Linked DNA regions of Mus musculus: all the other regions are linked to region 5. The links are chromatin contacts, called in public ChIA-PET, HiChIP or PLAC-seq and promoter capture Hi-C maps. All regions are on one chromosome and are shown on one strand. Each heading gives the region's core, a stretch centred on a gene start, on an enhancer-like site or on the middle of the called end of the contact. The rest is flanking DNA. Distances are from core to core; before and after follow the strand shown. Region 1 overlaps Hpn (hepsin). Region 2 holds the start of Scn1b (sodium channel, voltage-gated, type I, beta). Region 3 holds the start of Gramd1a (GRAM domain containing 1A). Region 4 overlaps Gm42377 (a long non-coding RNA gene). Region 5 holds the start of Tmem147 (transmembrane protein 147).

Region 1 (2,700 bases), core at 1-2,500, 370 kb before region 5:
CTCAGCCCTGATCCCGCCTCATCTCGCTGCTCCGTGCTGCACTAGCATCCAGAGTCAGAGTTGGTCTGGTGGCTCCAGCCCCACGTGGTAGGCTCCACACTGGGCCTCACATGGAATGGTTTCCTGCTCAGATCCAGTCCACGGGTCCAAGGATGCTGGATCCAAGGACTTCTCTTCCACAGTGGCCGGCCCACTCAATCCCAGGGCCATTGGCCTCACCCTCCCACCCCATGTAAATATTACTCTGTCCTCTGGGGGGCGCTCTAGGGAGCCCCTTGTGCAGATGCTCTTTAAATAATAAAGGTGGTTTTGATTAATGGGTCTCTGCGTCTACAAACGGAAGCAGCGGTGTGGACATTTTGAGAGTAGCAGAGAGGACTGAGGGCCTAACACAAATCAAAAAGGGATTGTGACCCTCCCAGTCCCTACCCGTTTGAGAAAACATTTAAGCCGATCCTGGTGGCTGACTCCTGTAGTTCCAACACTTGGGAGGATCTTCACGAGTGAAAAGCTATCCTGAGCTACGTAGTGAGTTCCAGGCAGGCCAGTCTTGGCTGCAGAGTGAGACCCTATCTCAAAAAATAAAAGGAAGGTGGAGGGGGGTGCTAAAATGCCCGAAAGAATCTGACTTTAGGATTGCTCAACCCAACAACTCTCAAATTTCCTTCACTCTGCTAGCTTTCTGCAGACTTTCCCACAACCAGAAGAAACTCGTCCCATTTCTACATAAGTGAGGGTATGTGCAGTGGATCAAGTTCATGATGCCAGTGCGTGCGTGCGTGCGTGTGTGTGTGTGTGTGTGTGTGTGTGTGTGTGTGTGCGCGCGCGCGCGCGTGTGCGTGTGCACTCCTTTTATGAGAACACAAGAGCGGAGGGCGGGGGGGGGGGGAAGCCTGGGGAGACCCAGCTCTGGGTCAGAATTGAGTCGTGTGAACTTGTTGCATTTCCCTGTACCCAAAGTGGTGCCTGGGGCTGGGGGCTGGGGACGCGGGCTGGGCCTTCAGGATCCACATGAGCTGTGTGTGGAAGACTCTTCATAAGAAAATGAGGCGCTGTTTCCAGAGAAAGTGGACGTCAATGTTCGAGGGACAATAAATATGTCTGCTTATGGGCAACAGAAAACAAAACCTTGTGGGGCAGAGAGGGGTGAGTGGCAAGCCTTGTAAGTGCAGCTTGAAGGGCCGTCCCCTCAGAGACCCACCCCTTCCTGCTCTTCCCCTGCCTGCATCTGCAGACCTCTGTAGCAGTGTAGATGGCCACCAGAGGGAGCTGCAGCCCTGGCGCTTGAGAACTTAAGGCTCTTCCCAGACAGGCTGAAAAAGGCCGGCTCAGCGGGACAAAACACTCAACCTATGCCACTTCTCAAAATTTTAAACATTTCTAAATTTATTTTTGCTGGTTTTTTTTTCTTCTTCTTGTTTTGAGGGGGGGGGCTTTTCTTTTTCTTTTTCTTTTTTTTTTCTTTCTTTTTTTTTGGGGGGGGGGGGACAGAGTCTCACTATGTAGCCCTGGCTTTCCTGGAACTCACTGTGAAGATCAAGTTTCCTTTGAACTCACAGACATCCATTTGATTTAGGATTAAGGGCTTTGTCACCCGCATTCAGCCTTTTGGGGGGATTTGGTGGGTAGGAACCCTAACTGGTCTGGAACTCTATGTCACCCAGGCTGGCCTTCAGTGTGTGACAAACCAGCCTCAGGTTTGCCAGTGTGGGTTCCCAGCCTTACCACTGCCAGCTTAAGATCTTAACTGATAAATGTTAGAATACCACACAGCCTGTTAGCCGCAAACAGAAATATCTTCAAAAACACCCTGGAGGGACTCACAGTCCATTTGTCTGGGAAACATTCTAGCCATGAGCACCTGATCCCCCACAGCCTTAGTAAGGTCGATCTTCAACACTGTATTGCCTGCAAAGAGCCCCCCAGTCCTGCATGTCACTCACAGAACACCAATCCGCCACTGCCCCTCAGGGTTTTCCAACATTGTCTCGTCTGTGGCATTTTGGCGGGTCAATCAAATGTTGGCTTGCCAAAAATGCACAAGACTCCCCTAGCATGCTCAAAGTCCTGGGTTTGAATCCGAGCAACACACACACACAACTGTATACAGAGTTGGAGGGAGGCGACCATAAATGTCCCCTTCGTAATTGTCAGCTGAAAAAAGACACCATTCCTGTGCATGGTGCCCTGTGAAGGGTTTGAACAGATTTGTTTTGGAGGAAGGAGAATGCTTGTGCAGAGGGGACAAATGGAGAGGGCATGGCATGGCCCTGAGAGGTGGGAGAGGATTGTGGCCCTCCCTATTCTAAGGGATCTGGTAGAAATTTAGGCATGTATTAATTTATTTTCCATTGCTACAGTGAGACACCCAAGGGTGAATACTTTATTCAGAAATGGGGTATACAAGCTTGGGGGGATTGATCAGTGGTAAGAGTCCTTGGTGTTCTTCCAAAGGACCTGAGTTCAGTTCCCAGTACTCAGACTGAGAACTCCTGTTAACTCCAGCTCTGGGGGATACAGCGCCCTCTTCTGGTTCCAGGAGCACATGCACTCATGTACACACACACACACAAACACACACACACAGAATTAAGAAAACAAATTTTAAGAGGTGTAAGCAGGACAGGATGCAGCACTCAGGGTATTGAAGTAGAAGGATCAGGAGTTTGAGGCAAGCCTGGGATACATAGAACCTATCCC
Region 2 (2,700 bases), core at 53-2,552, 400 kb before region 5:
GCCCCACACTGGGGCTTCACTGGGGCTTTATTTCATGCTGAACTGGAAGCTAGGACAGGGCCAGCCAACCCCTGCCAAGAGTCTCTCTCCCACCTTGGTCCTGGTGGCCCTTTAACGATCCTAGCAGAAGTTAAGGTGCTAGGGACCTGTTTGGGACACAGGTCAGTGCCCTCACCCAGGGGGTGAGGTACACACAACAAACAGACAAATCATATAAAAGAATACGAACGTGGTGTGGTGGTACATACTGAAGCAGGAGACCACCAGTTAGAAGTCAGCATGGTCTACATAGTGAGATCCTGTCTCCAAAGTTAAACATATAGGACTCACTCCCCCCCCCCCAAGTTGCCCTCTGACCTTCATATGTATGCCTCGGAATTGGTGTATGGTCTCACACATACAGAGTAAGTAAAATATAATAAAAACCAAAACAAACCCCCATAATGTTAGGTACTGACAGCTGTTCTGACAAAGTAAATAAGAGCCAAGATGATGTAGTCAGTGTGGAGAAAGGCAGATTACTCAAAATGGGCACAGAAAATACTGTGAAGGTGACATTGGAGCCCTGGGCTTCAGCACAATCAGCCCTTCCATCACCTGGGGATAGTAGGCGGGGTCGGGGTGGGGGGTGTCCAGGCAGAATGGAAGTAGGGCAAAAGCCCTGAAGCAGTGATGAGCTGGTGTGCTGGGGGTGGAGGAACGGTGGACGATGGAGTGGGAGGAGAGCTGAGAAGATGACGTCAGAGTAGCAGCGGGGGATCGCGGGAATGGCCCCTTTGAAATCCCGCACCTCCGACCCCCAGAGCTGTGGGATGCCAAGGTACCCTTTTGGCTTGGATAAGGTCTACAGGTTTCTATGTATACCTAGCTTGACCCTTTCACTCCGCCATGCCCTCTTAGGTCCTGAGATCTCCAGTCCGAGGGATCTCAGGTGTCATAAGTAGGTCTCTGGGATGTCTCAGCCTTATCTCCCCAAGAACTGGATAAGGTTAACCTCTATAATTAGGAAGACGGAAATTGGTCCCTCAAACTGTCCTCCAAGTCCTCTTGGGTGTCTAGAGATGACCTTTCTCAGAAGAGGAAGAGGAAAGGGTTCCGACACCCCCAGAGAGTCTGGTGAAGCCGGAATGACCTAGACCATGCAACGGGTGTGCAGAAGCCACGAAGCCACCGGAGAGGCCGGTGCCCGGGCGCCTCCCGGGCCGCTGCGGCAAAGGCTGGGCGGCCGCGCCCTCCCCCCGCGGTGATTCATCCCGCCCCCTCCCGCTCCCTCCTCCCTCCTCCGTCTCCCTCCTCCCTCCCGGGCCGCCGCTGCAGTGCGCAGGAGCCCGCGGTCCGCACCCCAGCGCCGGGAGCCCGAGCGCGAGCAACGTCCGGAGCCAGGCAGGGGTCGCCGCAGCCTGGATGCGCCCTGTGGCGCGCGCGCACGCAGCATCCCGAGCCTCCCGCCGCGCGGCGGGGATGCCTGCTCTCCGAGCCCCGGGGCTGGGCCCCCGGCGGTAACCGGAGCGGGGGGGCGCGCCCCCCCAGCAGCAGCTGCCGCGCCCGCGCCCGGGCCAGTCGCCGCCGGGGCCCATCGCCTGTCGCCGCGCTCTGCGCACCCACCGCCTTGCGCGGCCATGGGGACGCTGCTGGCTCTCGTGGTGGGCGCGGCGCTGGGTGAGTGTTGCTGGGGGACACGCGCCGTCGGCGCTCGGGACGCCCCCCGCCCAAGTGGCCGGAGCCGCGCCAAGTCCCGGCCTGGGAAGTTGTGCGGGGTGCGAGGTCGTTGGGGTCGCGGGACCCTGGACGGCACAGAAGGATCGTGGAGATGCAAGGGTTTCTCGGGGGGGTGTGGAGGGACACTTGGTACAGAGGTGCCGCCGCGGGCGCCGGGCCGGGGGCGAGGAGACGCGGAGTCAGCTGCTTGCAGAGCCCCGCAGGCTGCAATGTGACACCCACAGCCGCGTGAGGGGTGGGGGAAGGCAGCGCCTGGGACTGGGGCCCGAAACGAACCGGGAGGCATGGATACCGAGTGAGGACTCCGGGCATGCCCTGGACGTGGAGGTAAACTGAGAGACAGACTGGGGCAGACAGGGACATTGGAGGGAGAGAGTTAGGAACCGGAGCCAGGAACAGAGAAACTTGAGAGCAGCAGAAAGATCTGGAGAGACCAGGAAGGGATGGAGATAGAGAGGCAGTCCCAGGAACAGAATGCCTGCCAGATGGAGTTTAAAACAACAACAGTAATAGTAATGGCGAGACATACAGTGGTGGGAAAACGACGGAATACAGCCCTGCTGGGATCTTCAGAGACCTTTAGGAGGAATAAACATGGGGGAGACTGGAGCAAACGGGAAGGTGAACCAGAAGCCTTGAAGACTAAGAGATCAGGAGGTTGGGGGTTGGGGAGACAAGGAAAAGACCCAGAGCTAAAGTTGGTGACATGACTTATACAGTTAGTGTGTGGTGGGACACAAGAGGTGGCAGGTAAGTGGGTGAAAGAGGGACCAGAGGCCTCTAACCCAGTGGTGAAGCAAAGAACTTTTAACTTGGGGTGAAGGTCTTGAAGCGAGGAAGTGAGTCTGCGGAAGAGGGGACAGGGCAAGATGGTGAAGATCGGGAGGGGATGGATTCCAACACAGAAGCTAGGGGAAGAAAGAAACAGAGCTAGAGTGAACCCCCTCACCCAACCTTCCTATCTCTCAACCCACGACTGGC
Region 3 (2,740 bases), core at 236-2,735, 420 kb before region 5:
TTAACGAAATTAATGAGGCTTTTTATGCATACTGAACCTCTTATGTCTTATGGTGAGGACACAGATGGCCATTATACACTTTTATTTGAAATGAATATTCACTAAGTAAAAATGTAAAAATTTGTGCGGTTGGTGGTTCCTGCCTGTAATCCCAGCATTTAGGAGGCTGAGGCAAGTTCATAAATTCGAGCCCTGACTCAGCTACATACTGAGGTTTGAGGCCAGCCCAGGCTATATAATGATATCCAACCCACCCAAGCCCTCACCACCGAAGTAAATGTCTTTCTAAGAGTAAACAAGCTACGGACGTATAAAAAGAGCAACACAGAAAGATGGAAGGCAGCCATGCAAGAAGAGCGAGCTTCCTCCTGTGGAAGGGATAGCAGTGCAAAGGTCCTGAGGCCGGAGGCAGGTGGGATGAGCAGGGGGGTAGATTGACACCTGGGATAATCAACCAGGAGGCTAAGGAGGAACCAGTTAGACAGACAGGTGGAAGGGGCCCAATCAGGAGGGCTCTGGACACCAAGATGAGCACTTTTTTTTTTAAAACAAGGAATGAGGTGGAGCCAGGGTAGGGCTTGAAGCCAAGAGGCCTCTGGCCAGACTTGGCGATTCACAGGCTAGAGCTCTGGCTGTAAGTGGTAACAGAGCGGGATAGGAATGGAAACCAAACAAGGTGGGACTGGGCCTACTGTAGCTGGACAAGAGGCTGAAGGCCGAAGAGGGGTGGGGAGAAATCCCTGGGCTGGGTCCCAAAGCCAGAGGCTCGTTCACATTGTGTTCTCCAACAAGGACGACAACCACGCCTGGCTTGCAGAGGTGGGTGCAGGGCTGGCTGGCACAAGAACTCGTCCTACACTGCAATGTATGGTCATTTCCCGTCCTGAGGCTCGGCAGGCTTCCCAGTATCAAAAACGCTGATGAGCCCTGCCCCTGTGCTGTTCTGGGGGAAACCCCTTGCCTGGGAGCAGGGGGCTCCCCAGGCCTGAGGGACTTGCCCAAGCGCACACAGCACTGCTAGGAGCCGGGTGGGCTGGAATCTGACGTGGTCTGCACGATTAGGCTGGGGAAGTCTCCATACACACGCGCGCGCGGAAAAGTGAACGCTTCTAAGGCAGGAACTGAGGTTCTGAGGCTGGGTGGGGAGAACGGGAAGAGGCTTTCCACCCTCCAGCTGTGGTTCCCCGACCCCACCCCCAGACTTCCGCCCCAGGCCAGTTCTTCCCAGCATCAGCCTGTCACCCACCTCCATCCCACTTCTCAGAGACTCTTCTGGGTCCAGGGGAGAAGCCCAGGGTGTTTAAACTTGTTTGCTCATTTGTTTTGAAGACAAATTCTCACTCTGCATTCCAGTGGCCTGGAATTCATTATGTAGCCCAAGCTGGCCTCGAACTCATGCCAATCCTCCTGTCTCAGCCTCTGGGATGTGAGGCGTGCGCTATCACGCCCCGCCCAGGCTGCTCATTTTAAATAAAAATTTTCTTCTGTCTCCCAGCCGGACTCTTTCCCCAGCCATCCTAGGCCTAGGCCCGCGCTCGCGTCCATGTCCCCCTCCCGGCGGGGGCGGCGCCGTGACGCGCGGGGCGGGAGCAGGAAGGGGGTGTCGCTGACGCCGAGGCGGCCTCCGGCGGCTCCGGCCTTTTGTGCGGGTGGCAGGGTCCGGTGGAGGCGGCGGCCGAGGCAGGCGAGGCCCGGGAGGCCCATCTCAGAGCAGCCGGCCGGGTCCTGCCCTGCAGCCGGGGCGCCGCATCCATGTTCGAGTAAGCACCGGGCCTCGGGGTGGGAAGCGGGGACGGTGGTGCGATCGGGCTGCGGCAGAGGGCCGGAGCTGGGTTTCCAAGCTGGTGCATGTAGGAGCGACCCCGCTGGGGACCAGAAGGGGTACACGTGAGGGATTGCAACCTGGCGGCGAGACCCAAGATTGGGGCGTCACTACCGGCCTGGGACGCATATGGGCAGCGGGGAGCTCCTCTAGGCCCTGATCGTCCCCCTACGGGGAGCCCTGACCCAACACCCAGATGAAAGGGCCGCGAGCAGCCCCACCCCCCATCCCCATTACTGGGCAGGCCCCGCAGATCCTCCGGTCGGTGGTCCCCGTTTGTCGTGGGGGCTGGGGAAAAGGAGCTTCTTTGAGCCTGAGATCTCGGCGGGGTGGGGGTCGGGTGTGTTCTGCCCCCCTCCCGCCCCCGCCACTCCTGCCTGGTCACCTGTGCCTGCGGGTTTCCGTTTGTGATTGTGCTCAGCGTGGTGTGTGTGTGTGTGTGTGTGTATGTGTGTGTGTGTGTGTGTGTGTAACAGCTGGGATTCTTTGGGGCAATGTTGTGTGGCTGTCTGTATGTTATCTATCATCTTCTGTGTGATGGCTACCACCCAGGTCGAGTGCATCTGGTGCTCTTGGACCCACTGTGGTTGTGTGTGAGACGTGTCTCATTTTCTTTGTGGCACCGTGTGCAAATCACACATTCTGAGCTTGTGCCTCATTGTGACTTGTACAGCATTCCGCTTCAGTCTCTTGGCTGACTGTACCTATAATTCACCATGAATTACGTCTGTGAGTTACCTCCGTGAGCTCTCATTGTGATTTGAGTATGTGTGCATGTGGTTGGGGCTCAGCTGCTGTGCGCCTGACATCCACATTTGGATGTCTTTTGGTTCCGTGAACAAGTAGAAATTGCATGTGTCTACCGGTGACAGTGTGGTGTCACTGGGCCCTGTGGGTGGCTCACTTACCTCTGATTCC
Region 4 (2,700 bases), core at 149-2,648, 270 kb before region 5:
TATGCAAACCATCACACCTATTCAGCCAGGTAGAGCTCTCCAGAGGCAGGCTGAACAGCCACAATTCACCAGCTATAGGAACCATCTACTAGGTCCATGCCCACGTGTGTCCATCCTCTCCTTCCCCAACATAAGACAGTAGGAGCACGAACCTTCCTTCACATCCGGAAACCCAGAGACAAAGAACGACGATGCTACCAAAAGCCTTGTACCAGGGACCCCTCCATGTATCCCGTCCCTGAGGACCAACCAGCATCAGCCCCTCCATGGTTGAGGACTGCTGACTCATTCGTTTCTCATGCCGTCTCTTGACGTTGAGCCACACGGAACCTGGCACGGGTAAGGGCACCAGAGACACCAAGGATGGACCACACAGTCGCCTGGTTGCTGTGTGTGCCTGGCCTCCATCTGTAGACTGGGGCTGTCAGTGCTGCTTACTACAGAGTCCAGCAAAGCCTCATGGGAACCTCACCTGGATTTTTTTTATCATGGGAGCCCCTTAAATACCAGCTCTTGTGACAAACAACATGTTGGCCTCCATAAGAGAAGTAAATTGAACAGAGTAACCCGCATCTGTAGTTGTAGCTACTAATCTGGAAGCTGAGGCACAGGGGACATGGTCGGGGGAGGGATCACTTAAGCCACAAGGTGGGTGACCACATTGGGCAACATAATTAAACCCTATTTAAACAACCATGGAGCAAGGAACAATCTAGGTGTGGAAATATACATCAATAATTCCAACATTCCGGAGTCTGAAGTGGGACATTCTGAGTTCAAGGCTAACCTGGGCTAACATAGTGGGATCCTGACTCAAGAGGGGGAGGAAGAAGGGAGGAAAAGAGGGAGGGAGGGAAGGAGAGGGAGGCAGGCAAACAGACAGACAGAACTAGAAAGTAGTGAAAGAGGAGGGAAGACCATGAAGAGGTAGAAAGGGCAACACTTTACCAACAAAGAGGAAGATGTTGAGATGGGAGGGAAGCTGGAGATAGGTGAAGGAAAACCAGAAAGCCTGGCAAGGATGGAATATTTCCAGAGAATTCTGGGGAAAAGACTTCAGTTGCCTAAGGAGTTGATGGCCATTTGGTGATTAGAGGCTTTTTGCTCGTCAACTGTCTCTATGATTTCTGTTTTACCCACCTGTGGCCATGTGGCTAAGAGGAAGCAACCGTGCCTCTCTGAGACCCAGTCTCCCCACTGGAAAATGGAGAACACAGTCTCATCCACATCTGCAGGGTGGCTGGGGAAACTGAGCCGTGCAGCCAAACTCCATCTTACCTCTGTGGAGCAGCAGGCAGCTTTCCACATGGAGATGCTGCTGCGTCCGTCCACCAGCTCACGCTTGGCAGACAAATCAAAAGGCTATAAATAGACACGTCTCAGTTCTCATAAATGGGTTAAATATGACTTGGCTTCCTGCCCAGGCTTCCTGTCAAGGCAGTGGGCAGGGACTGTTCCCTGCAGGGGTCTGCTAGGCGCCAAGGTCACTTGCAGTGGAGGAGGCAGGGACTGGAACAATATCCAGGTGATGTCCCTCCTAGACACAAGCTGCTACTAGCCCTCTGAGCCCTGACCACAGCCCTGCCCAGTGACTCAGGCTGGGCCACTGGCCCGATTGCCTGGACTCACCTCTCTGGCTCAGCCTGCATTAGGTCAGCCTGTCTGCAAATGAGTCCTGGGACTCTGAGCAGGCACTGGGGGGAGGGGAAAGAAGCAGGAGGCAGCACAGTGGTCTTAGAGAGCCTGGACTGTCCTGGGACCCCCTGCCCATCTGACTGCAGGAGTATCTCAAAAGTGGAGCTCGCCCCTAACGCCCTGACATGCAGAAGTACGTTCTGGACATGGCACTGGCAGGTCCCCAGTGCCTGGGTTCAAGTCTCAGCTGCCTCAGTTTCCCCATCTGTGGAAAACAGAAAATAACAGTACCTCCCTAAGAAGGCAAGGGCATTCCTGGCTCTCGGCATCGAGTTGGGGCAGAGTATCTGCTCTGGATGGGAGAGGGGTATGCCACTACTATTTGTTTTGTTTAAATTTTGAGACACTGTCTTACAGTGGAGCCCCTTGCTGGCCTGGGGATCACTATGTAGCTCAGGCTGGTCTCAAACTCATGAGGTCCACCTGAGCGATTAGAATAAAGACATGCACCGCCATGCCCTGTGCTGTTGTTGTTCGTTTATTATTTTTTTTTTGTGTGTAGGTGTGTTTGTACATCTGCTTGTCTGTATATGCACCACATGCAAACAGTGTCAGAGCACCCCAGAAGAGGATCTTTTGATCCCCTGGAACTAGGGTTATAGACGATTTGAGCTGCCCCGTGGGTGCTGGGAATCAAACCCAGGTCTTTGGCAAGAGCATCAAATGCTCTTAACTGCTGAGCCAACTCTCCAGTCATTAATTTGAGACAGGGTCTCACTGTAACCTAGGTTGGCCTTGGCCTTGAAATCCTGACCCTTCTACATGCTGGGAATATAAGAATATGCCACTCTGCTTGGGTTAATATGACTGGTTTGTTTGTTTGTTTGTTTGTTTTGGCTATAACTACATGTAACTCAAAAGCAAGGACCATAACATGGATAAAGTGAAGGCCATGTCTGTAATCTCGGTGGTTGGTAAACATAGACAGGAGGGTCAGGGGTTTAAACTGTCATCCTAGTCTACATAGCAAAGTCAATGCGGGGCTATCTCTGACATTCTCTGAAG
Region 5 (2,700 bases), core at 106-2,605:
CCCCCGTGTGGGTACATGCAGATGCACGGGGCACATGTACCGGTACACCAGGTACAGGTGATAAACATGTCTTCCTCCATTGCACTCCACTTGTTACCGAGGCAAGATGTAAGGTAGCTTGACAACTAACTAATCTAGCTAGTCATCTTGTTCCAAGGAGCCTCAGTCTGGAGCTGGACTGCTGGGCCTATAAGTGTCCATCAACCGCCCAGCCTCTATATGGATTCTGCGGATCCAAACACAGAAAGCTCACGCTTATGTGACAAGCACTTTTATCCACTGAGCTCCCCTGCTGTGTCCCTGAGACAAAGGTTCCACCTGCCTTGATCACATTCTGTCACCAACACAAAAGGTCTCTGTCCAGTATACCAGATGAGTGACTGACAATGTGGTTTGAGAGTCTGGGTTCCTGGAGATCTTTGCTCGACTACATTTATCTTTGAAATTGTCACGCAGGTGGTCTCCACGGACTTTAACGGCAATCCCCATTCTTCCATCTTTGATGCTAAGGCTGGAATTGCCCTCAATGACAACTTCGTGAAGCTTGTTGCCTGGTAAAGGGGAAAGATGCCAGAGGATAGTGGGGGAGGCTGACAAGAGGGCGAGCGCGCGAGTGCGTACACGTACACACACACACACACACACACACACACACACACACACACACACACACGCCTGGTAAAGGGGAAAGATGCCAGAGGATAGTGGGGGAGGCTGACAAGAGGGCGAGCGCGCGAGTGCGTACACGTACACACACACACACACACACACACACACACACACACACACACACACACACACACACGCCTGGTAAAGGGGATAGATGCCAGAGGATAGTGGGGGAGGCTGACAAGAGGGCGAGCGCGCGAGTGCGTACACGTATACACACACACACACACACACTGACGCCTCCTTCCTCGCCTCCTCAGGTACGACAACGAATATGGCTACAGTAACCGAGTGGTCGACCTCCTCCGCTACATGTTTAGCCGAGAGAAGTAACACAAAAGGCCCCTCCTTGCTCCCCTGCGCACCTCGCGTTCCTGACTTCGGCTTCCACTCAAAGGCGCCGCCACCGGGTCAACAATGAAATAAAAACGAGAATGCGCACAGCTTTGCCCTCTTGTCTCTGCGCCGATCACCTTGCGTTCAGGGCGGGGTTCAAAGTTCTCGGATGAGCGAGAAGAGGTGGCGCTTGGCTCCGAGCCGAGTGGGAGAGGGAAAGCGCTGTCTGAACACAAGGTCTTCAACGGTGTAAGCAAGGCTCTGGAAGTCCCTGCAACACAGCCGGAGCTGGGCGCTCTGACGTCACTGCACGCGACGTACCAGGCCGGACTACAGTTCCCATAAGGCCGCGCGCGGGCCACGGCAAAGCAGGTGGGCGCCAGGCCCCGGTGCCGGCGAGGCCGACTAGAGGAGACGCTGCGCCTGGCGAGTCCCGCATTTGCGGGACCGGGCGGCTGGCGTCATGACCCTGTTCCACTTCGGGAACTGCTTCGCCCTCGCCTACTTTCCCTATTTCATCACGTACAAATGCAGCGGCCTGTGAGTGCAGGGCGGGCGCGGGGTGGAGAGGGTGCGGGACCCGGGCCGACCCCTCACCGCCGGCTTCTTCAGGTCTGAATACAACGCCTTCTGGAAATGCGTCCAGGCCGGGGTCACCTACCTCTTTGTGCAGCTATGCAAGGTGAGGGACTCCCGGACTCCACGTGTCTGGCCTCCAGGCATTCCAGATCTCAGGGGCCTGACTCTGCAGCTGTCACCTTCCATAGGACCACCCTCGAGACAACGCTTAGGGACTATGCCCGAATACCTTAGAAGGGATGCAAGGCCAGAAAGGCCCTGATGCAACTTTTTCTTACAACTGTTGTAAAATGAGAAAACCTCTTAGTGCGATATTTCACCCACAGGGTGTCGCAGGGTGCTGCCTAGGCATTTTTAGACATCAGATTCCCCCGTGAACTTCTAGACTTTTAGAAACCAGGCCACTTGCCCTCTATCTCCCAAGATCACGTGATCTTGCCACTTACACCTAGAATGACCCCTAGAACCCAGCGTCATATCCTCTACTTGCACACTTACTTTCCACAGTATCCACATAGTTTTTTGTTTGTTTGTTTCGGTTTTTAATCTCCCTCACCTTCCAGTGACCTTTCTACTTTCTGATCTCAGATGTTGTTCTTGGCCACTTTCTTCCCCACCTGGGAAGGTGGCATCTATGACTTCATTGGGGTAAGTTGAACAAGGGAAGGGCAAGGAAGAGTGCAGGAGTCGGTTCACCTGGTCCCCGTGTTTACTCGAGCCTCTACCTGACCCACAGGAATTCATGAAGGCCAGTGTGGATGTGGCAGACCTGATAGGCCTAAACCTTGTCATGTCTCGGAATGCAGGCAAGGGGGAGTACAAGATTATGGTTGCTGCCCTGGGCTGGGCCACTGCTGAACTCATTATGTCCCGGTGTGTGGAGCAAACTGGAGCCCAGACTTCCGGGAATGGACAGCTGGGTCCCACAGGGGTGCTGAGGGGAGGTGATCAGAGGCTGGGTGCTGGGGGTGGGGGAGTCTGGGTACTAGAGACTGCCTCCTTTTGCCTTCCTCAGATGCATCCCCCTCTGGGTGGGAGCCCGAGGCATTGAATTTGACTGGAAATATATCCAGATGAGCATTGACTCCAACATCAGTCTGGTATGCAGTCTAGCCC

Evidence for each region. ChIA-PET counts read pairs in DNA pulled down with a chosen protein or histone mark. HiChIP or PLAC-seq counts read pairs in DNA pulled down with a chosen protein or histone mark. Capture Hi-C pulls out chosen DNA fragments and counts their contacts.
Region 1: an H3K4me3 HiChIP or PLAC-seq map of bone marrow-derived macrophages shows a contact between it and region 5, with 3 times the contacts expected there. The contact joins the enhancer-like site here to the promoter of Tmem147 in region 5. A contact is called at or near these places in 8 of 39 promoter capture datasets (the C10 cell line, the HPC-7 cell line, cranial neural crest and 5 more), 1 of 484 Hi-C or Micro-C datasets (cerebral cortex), 5 of 115 datasets of contacts at active chromatin or transcription factors (bone marrow-derived macrophages, effector CD8 T cells, embryonic stem cells and 2 more) and 3 of 9 other capture datasets (adipose tissue, embryonic stem cells and liver).
Region 2: an HNF4G HiChIP or PLAC-seq map of pancreatic cancer cells shows a contact between it and region 5. The contact joins the promoter of Scn1b here to the promoter of Tmem147 in region 5. A contact is called at or near these places in 1 of 115 datasets of contacts at active chromatin or transcription factors (pancreatic cancer cells) and 2 of 9 other capture datasets (adipose tissue and liver).
Region 3: a promoter capture Hi-C map of liver shows a contact between it and region 5. The contact joins the promoter of Gramd1a here to the promoter of Tmem147 in region 5. A contact is called at or near these places in 3 of 39 promoter capture datasets (cranial neural crest, maxillary cranial neural crest and pre-B cells), 2 of 115 datasets of contacts at active chromatin or transcription factors (memory CD8 T cells and pancreatic cancer cells) and 2 of 9 other capture datasets (adipose tissue and liver).
Region 4: a contact with region 5 is called in an RNA polymerase II ChIA-PET map of memory CD8 T cells, with 11 read pairs. The contact joins the enhancer-like site here to the promoter of Tmem147 in region 5. A contact is called at or near these places in 6 of 39 promoter capture datasets (the HPC-7 cell line, cranial neural crest, embryonic stem cells and 3 more), 3 of 115 datasets of contacts at active chromatin or transcription factors (embryonic stem cells, large pre-B cells and memory CD8 T cells) and 2 of 9 other capture datasets (adipose tissue and liver).

The regions. Positions count from the first base shown.
Region 1 is chr7:31,096,346-31,099,045 of GRCm38.p6, reverse strand. Hpn (hepsin) reads left to right here. Exons shown (of 14, transcript NM_001110252.2): 14 at 1-321. The coding sequence ends at 11. Among named protein-coding and RNA genes, the nearest start is that of Hpn, 18 kb to the left of the region's middle. Within about 2 kb of position 1,250, at least 18 of the 459 cell types and tissues checked have an H3K27ac peak or open chromatin away from gene starts, as enhancers often do. A contact at or near this core is called in the HPC-7 cell line, bone marrow-derived macrophages and liver, where this site is marked.
Region 2 is chr7:31,125,625-31,128,324 of GRCm38.p6, reverse strand. Scn1b (sodium channel, voltage-gated, type I, beta) reads left to right here and starts at 1,302. Exons shown (of 6, transcript NM_011322.3): 1 at 1,302-1,659. The coding sequence starts at 1,620.
Region 3 is chr7:31,149,916-31,152,655 of GRCm38.p6, reverse strand. It overlaps Gramd1a (GRAM domain containing 1A), which reads left to right and starts at 1,485. Exons shown (of 19, transcript NM_027898.4): 1 at 1,485-1,760. The coding sequence starts at 1,753.
Region 4 is chr7:30,999,544-31,002,243 of GRCm38.p6, reverse strand. All of the region lies in intron 2 of Gm42377 (a long non-coding RNA gene), which reads left to right. Among named protein-coding and RNA genes, the nearest start is that of Fam187b, 19 kb to the right of the region's middle. Within about 2 kb of position 1,398, at least 143 of the 459 cell types and tissues checked have an H3K27ac peak or open chromatin away from gene starts, as enhancers often do. A contact at or near this core is called in the HPC-7 cell line, adipose tissue, memory CD8 T cells and 1 more, where this site is marked.
Region 5 is chr7:30,728,189-30,730,888 of GRCm38.p6, reverse strand. Tmem147 (transmembrane protein 147) reads left to right here and starts at 1,355. Exons shown (of 7, transcript NM_027215.2): 1 at 1,355-1,545; 2 at 1,618-1,687; 3 at 2,173-2,232; 4 at 2,321-2,457; 5 at 2,600-2,684. The coding sequence starts at 1,469. It overlaps Gapdhs (glyceraldehyde-3-phosphate dehydrogenase, spermatogenic), which reads left to right. Exons shown (of 11, transcript NM_008085.2): 10 at 457-554; 11 at 930-1,110. The coding sequence ends at 1,002.